Regions from separate parts of the Sus scrofa genome. Here region 1 is linked to region 2. Evidence: chromatin contacts called from public HiChIP or PLAC-seq data. All regions are on one chromosome and are shown on one strand. Each heading gives the region's core, a stretch centred on a gene start, on an enhancer-like site or on the middle of the called end of the contact. The rest is flanking DNA. Distances are from core to core; before and after follow the strand shown. Region 1 holds the start of LOC100524554 (cytochrome c oxidase assembly factor 5). Region 2 overlaps MGAT4A (mannosyl (alpha-1,3-)-glycoprotein beta-1,4-N-acetylglucosaminyltransferase, isozyme A).

Evidence for each region. HiChIP or PLAC-seq counts read pairs in DNA pulled down with a chosen protein or histone mark.
Region 1: a contact with region 2 is called in an H3K27ac HiChIP or PLAC-seq map of alveolar macrophages. The contact joins the promoter of LOC100524554 here to the enhancer-like site in region 2. A contact is called at or near these places in 1 of 5 promoter capture datasets (fetal skeletal muscle), 4 of 47 Hi-C or Micro-C datasets (omental adipose tissue, retroperitoneal adipose tissue, subcutaneous adipose tissue and 1 more) and 2 of 2 datasets of contacts at active chromatin or transcription factors (alveolar macrophages and skeletal muscle).

The regions. Positions count from the first base shown.
Region 1 is chr3:55,675,610-55,678,309 of Sscrofa11.1, reverse strand. LOC100524554 (cytochrome c oxidase assembly factor 5) reads right to left here and starts at 1,268. Exons shown (of 3, transcript XM_005655200.3): 1 at 1,050-1,268. The coding sequence starts at 1,148. UNC50 (protein unc-50 homolog) reads left to right here and starts at 1,315. Exons shown (of 7, transcript XM_013987864.2): 1 at 1,315-1,463; 2 at 2,496-2,700. The coding sequence starts at 2,500.
Region 2 is chr3:55,583,170-55,585,869 of Sscrofa11.1, reverse strand. The region is part of intron 1 of MGAT4A (mannosyl (alpha-1,3-)-glycoprotein beta-1,4-N-acetylglucosaminyltransferase, isozyme A); the gene reads right to left. Among named protein-coding and RNA genes, the nearest start is that of MGAT4A, 20 kb to the right of the region's middle. Within about 2 kb of position 1,434, at least 13 of the 83 cell types and tissues checked have an H3K27ac peak or open chromatin away from gene starts, as enhancers often do. A contact at or near this core is called in alveolar macrophages and retroperitoneal adipose tissue, where this site is marked.

The DNA of each region.
Region 1 (2,700 bases), core at 19-2,518, 93 kb before region 2:
AGCAGAAATCAGTAGAAACACCTGATATAACCTCTGGGGGTAGTTATTTTTTTCTTTGAAATAAGGGCAACCTTTTTCTTCTTCTTTTTTTTTTTAAGGGCCCCACGAGTGGCACACTTAAGTTCCCAGGGTAGGAGTCGAATCAAGAGCCACACAGGATCCGAGGCGAGTCCGGGACCAACACCACAGCTCAGAGCAACGCCGGATACCTAACCCAATGAGCAAGGCCAGGGATGGAACCCGAGCCTCAAGGATACTTGTCGGGTTTGTTACCCGCTGAGCCACAATGGGAACTCCGAGGGCAACTTTCTGAAATCATATCTCCAAATGCAAAAATAATTACTGACTACCCTCTCACCAGGCTGTTTTAATTGGAAAATGTTTTTGTGCTTTAATTGGTTTTCAGGCCAGAACCCAGCTCCCCCGTCAGCTCTGAAACCCACTGCATTCAAATTGGCTCCTGAGAAGAGCTGTGGCTGTAGTGACGGAAAAACCTGAGAATAACCTTCCATTACCGCACAAAACCAGCAGTAGGGGGAGCTCTAAGATACAAAGTGGAGAAAAGGCGCTTACAACTTACCCAGGAGTGCACGGAACTCCAGCTCAACAACAAATTCTAACCAACACAAGGCAAAACATAGTATCTTTTCAGCCACAACTGAACAGAGAAAAACGAAGCTACTAGCCAACACAGTGTGCCAAGCTCTAACTTACTGATTCTTATCAGTTGAATAGGAAACCTGTCTATTCTCCTTCATGCCTCCAAAACCTAGCAGAGTGGCAGCATTCAATGCCTATTTTCGCAACTGAAACGGTTTCCCTTTTACAAAAACCAATAGGGAGGTATCTTTATCTCCAATTTCACACCGTTGGAAAGTGAGGCTTAGACAGCGGATTTGCCCAAATTCATTAAGTTGTTGCGGCGCTCAATACCCAGGTCGGAGAACTCAGAGGCACGTCTTTTAACCGCCAGCGGCCTGAGCGGGGCCCTTCGCCGGCCCCGCCTCCCGCTTCGGGCTTCGGTCACCCCGAGCCCCCGGCCGCGCTACCTGGAGCACGCAGTCCGACTGCAACAGACACGCGCCCAGGTCCTCCTTCACGCCCGCGCACGCGCCGCCCTCCGGCTTGTCCTCGTAATACCGAGGCATGACCGCGCCTCCCGCCCGCCGCGGCCGGGACACACACGAGTCTGCAACCGAGCCCGACACGGTAAGACGCCAGCGACCCCGCACAGGGCGGAACCGGAAGCCGGCAGCAACCACTTCCGGCGAGCGCGCTTTGGAGGGCGAGACCCAGAGGCCGCGCTTGCGCACGCGCGGCGAAACTGGGTCACGTGACGTGGTGCGCCTCCAGCGTCGCCGACGTTGCTGAAAGGGAAGTTGGTCCAGCGGCTGCTGAGCTCGGCTGCTGCGCGGATGTGCTGGGTCAGTTTGGAGCGGGTGGAGGTCGCCGCGGGGCTCTAGGTGAGACCTGCCGATCGTCGGTTCCGCGCACGTCTTGGGCTCGCCCCGGGCCTTTTCCTCTGCCGTCTCACTGCCCTGGGTCACCTGGCCCTAGAGTGACCGCGCCCAGGTCCGGCTGCTCGGCCTGTGGTAGGACTGCCAGGCAAAATCAAGGAGGCCAGTTACAGTTGAATTTCAGATAATTCAGTAATGTTTTGCTATGCGTATGTGCCACGTAGTGTTTGGGACCTGCTTATACTAAAAATTACTCCTGTATTTGAAATCCAGATGTAACTGGGCGCCCAGTGTTTTTATGCTTAATCTGGCCGTTCTATCCGCGGCCCGGGTCAGCGGGAAGCAGCTGGGCCTGGAAGGCGCTGCTGGCGTCCCGGTGGCCTGGGGCGTGAAACTGGGCACTGAGCTGCTGGCACGGAGCGTGGGGGCTGGACTCCCACGCTGTCATTCCCCACCTAAACCACTTACTTTGGAGTTTTGGTTTGTTTTGACATCACATTCTAGGGAATGAATTACGTGCTGGTTATACACTGATGGACCTGTCTGATAGGGCATTTATTTTACCTCGTCCATAACATGGTTTCTGTTTGGCTTAAGCAAAGGCTTTCCCCTAAAAGCCTTAGTTGGTTAAGAGCAAAAATTGAAGGGTGGAATTTTGAGCCAGAGTACGTGAGTTGGAAGTTTGTTTCCAACACTAGCTCTGCTCTTAAGAGGGTCACTTCATCCTCCAGCGCCTCCGTTGTCGCTCTCAGCAGTAGCTCGCTGGGACCGTGGTTGAGGATCTAGGGAAGCGAAGTGTGGGGAATGGATGGACCGTGTAACAGTTCAGAAGGGCGTGGGGCAGCCCTTGCCTGAAGTGTAATCAGTTCTCCAGCCCCCAAACCGGCCTCAAAACCACCTGCATCCCCTTTTAAGCCCTCTTCTTAAGGATCCGAGCCCAAATGTAAAGTGATCTCCCACCTAAATAATTCAGAAGAGGGGTGCTAGCCAGCCATTCCTTCGGATAACTTGTAAAAGAGTTTTTTCTCTTCCATCTAGGAAGATGTTACCAAGTACTTCAGTGAATTCCCTATCCCAGGGGAATGGAGCACTGAATTCCAGGGATGCAGCGAGGCACACAGCTGGAGCAAAACGCTACAAATACCTGCGCAGGCTTTTTCGTTTTCGGCAAATGGACTTTGAGTTTGCAGCCTGGCAAATGCTCTACCTGTTCACGTCCCCACAGAGAGTTTACAGAAACTTC
Region 2 (2,700 bases), core at 185-2,684:
TACTCGGTGACAACCACGTAAATACAGAGTCATGACTTAGCTACAAGTGGTGATGGAACTAGATTGGAAGAATGGGAAGGAAATCGGGAATAAGAACTACATTTTCATTTACAACAGGAAGTCCATAGATGATGTCGAAAAGTGAAGCAAAAGTCAGGAAAACTTAGTATAGATATATAGACATAATTTATAAATATGGAAATACCAACAAAAAAAAAGAGAGAGAAAAAGTCAAAAGAATGGAACACAGCTCCTTCTGGGACAGGAGATTAGGAATGTACAAAGAGACACTATTCTTTCAATATAATCTTTCAGTGTCCTCAAAAATTTTTAGGGAATTTCCTGGCAGCTCAGCAGGTCATGTATCCAGCATCATCACTGCTGTGACTGAGGTTGGGTTACTGGCCCAGGAACTTCCACTTGCCATGGGCATGGCCAAAAAAAAAAAAAAAAAAAAAAAAAGAAAATTTTTTTAAACTATGAGGATATTTTACTTAATTTAAAAGCAGTAGTTCCTTCTGTGGCACCACAGTATCAGCCATGTCTCTGGAGCACTGGGATGCAGATTCATCCTTGGCCCAGCACAGTGGATTAAGGATCCAGCACAGGCCCCAAATGAGGCTTGGCTCTGAACCCAGGAACTCCATTTGCAGTGGGCTGCCCAAAATACATACATAAATAAATAAAAATTTTAAAAATAAGATTAGGTATTTAAAGACCAATTAAAAAAAAAAAAAAGACATGCAATCCTATCCTAAAAGCATACAAGGAGTTCCCATTGTGGCTCGGTGGATTAAGAACCTGACATAATGCCCATGAGAGTGAGGGTTCAATCCCTGGCCTCACTCAGTGAGTTAAGGATCTGGTGTTGCCATGAGCTGCAACGTAGGTCACAGGTGCAACTCAGATCCTGCATTGCTGTGGCTGGGGCGCAGGCCTACAGCTGCAGCTCTGATTCAACCCCTAGCCTGGAAACTTCCATATGCCACACAGGTGTGGCCAGAAATAGAAAAAAATTATAATAAAAGCACACAACATATAAACATACAACAATAAGAGTGCTTTAAGTAAGGGACCTAGAAAACAGTACTAGACGATCCACTCTGACTAACAGGAGTACCAGAAGAAATAAAGAGGAAAAAGTCATGATGGCAGAACTCAGGGGAACTGAGCGCATGAGAAGAGGGGGGTGAAGAAGGACCAAGATGCCACATCCCTGGAGACCCTGAGAGGAAGCTGAGGCTACTTGAGTACTGAGTTCTAAGACCATGTTGTGAGTTGACACACTGGCAGGGACGTGCCATGAGGGTCAAAGGGACAGCCAGAAATCAGAGACGGGCTGAGTCATTGAAGCCAGAGCCCATGGAACAGATAAGGCTGGAGAAGAGAGGGTCAGGGGAGAACTTTCGCAAGAGCAAAAAGAGCTGACAGTGTTGGGTTAATGTTAAGTACTCGGGGCGGTGATAACTTAGACAATGAAGAGAGCTGGGTTCGGGAAACCACTGAGATGTCAGGAAGAGGAACTCAGAACTATCCATAAACCAGTCTGTCCTCATCTTATGCAACCTTCCACATGACCCACAGTTCTCCTTCTGGGAACACTTTCCTCCAGGGATTTCCCGGGCATCCTACTGCCCTCAGACTCTTCCTGCTTCACTAATGTTTCTCTTCCTCTACTTGACCTCAGTGATGGAGTGTGGCAGTTCAACCCTCTAAGTGTTCTCATCCATTCCCATGATTTCCAATTTTGTCTACATGCCAATAACACCGACACTTCTCTCTCCAGTCTAAGCATCCCACACTCACTGCAGAACTCACAATGCCCTCCCTCCACCATGTTCCCAACACCCCCCTCTCCCACTATGTTTCTCTTGGTGTTCTTTCAACACACCAAGCTCATTCTTGACTTACTTACTATTTCTACTGCTGGGGCTCCTCTTTGCCCTGCTTCTCTGGCTTTATCATTGAAGCCTCCATTCAACTGTCACGTCCTCAGAGAAGGCTTCTCTGACTCCCAGTATCTCAACAGCTTTCATTTACACCTCTGTCACTGTCAGGTCAGCATGTTTTACTCTCAGTATGCACTGCTATCTGAATCGTCTCGTCTGTTCACTTGCTCAGCTATTCTTGTGTAACCCCTCCCACCACCACCACTTAGCATCTCTAGAAATAGGCTCCATGGCAGCAAGGATGTCACCTGCCTCAGTGACTACTCTATTGCCGATGCCTAGTGGAACATAGCCTGGAACATGCTCAAAAACCACTAGAAGGTTGAATAAATTAACTGATCCAAAAAGAGAAATAAGGAGCAACATGAAGAAAGCTACTTACAAATCAAATCATAGCACCAATTCCTATACCTGGGGTTAGTACATTTCCTTCAAGATGGAATTCATCACTGAGCAGCTGAGGCAGTAAGACTGATGGAGGCATTGTTCAATTTCCTTGCTATCACTTGCGTATTAATTTCTGGTTAGTGTGTCAGAAGAACACAGAAGGTACACACAGTTCACATGCAGGAAGAAACTTTCCTTAAGGAAGGTGACAGGGGACACCTTCAGGGTCCTATTTCTGCCTTATCTTTAACCTTAGTCTTCTGATAAGGAAACCCAAGTTATCGTTCCTCTCTCGTCTAATCAGGTCAGAAAGGGCAAAGCTTATTTCCCTCGAGAAGAGGGTTTATTAACCTTCTAGATCTTA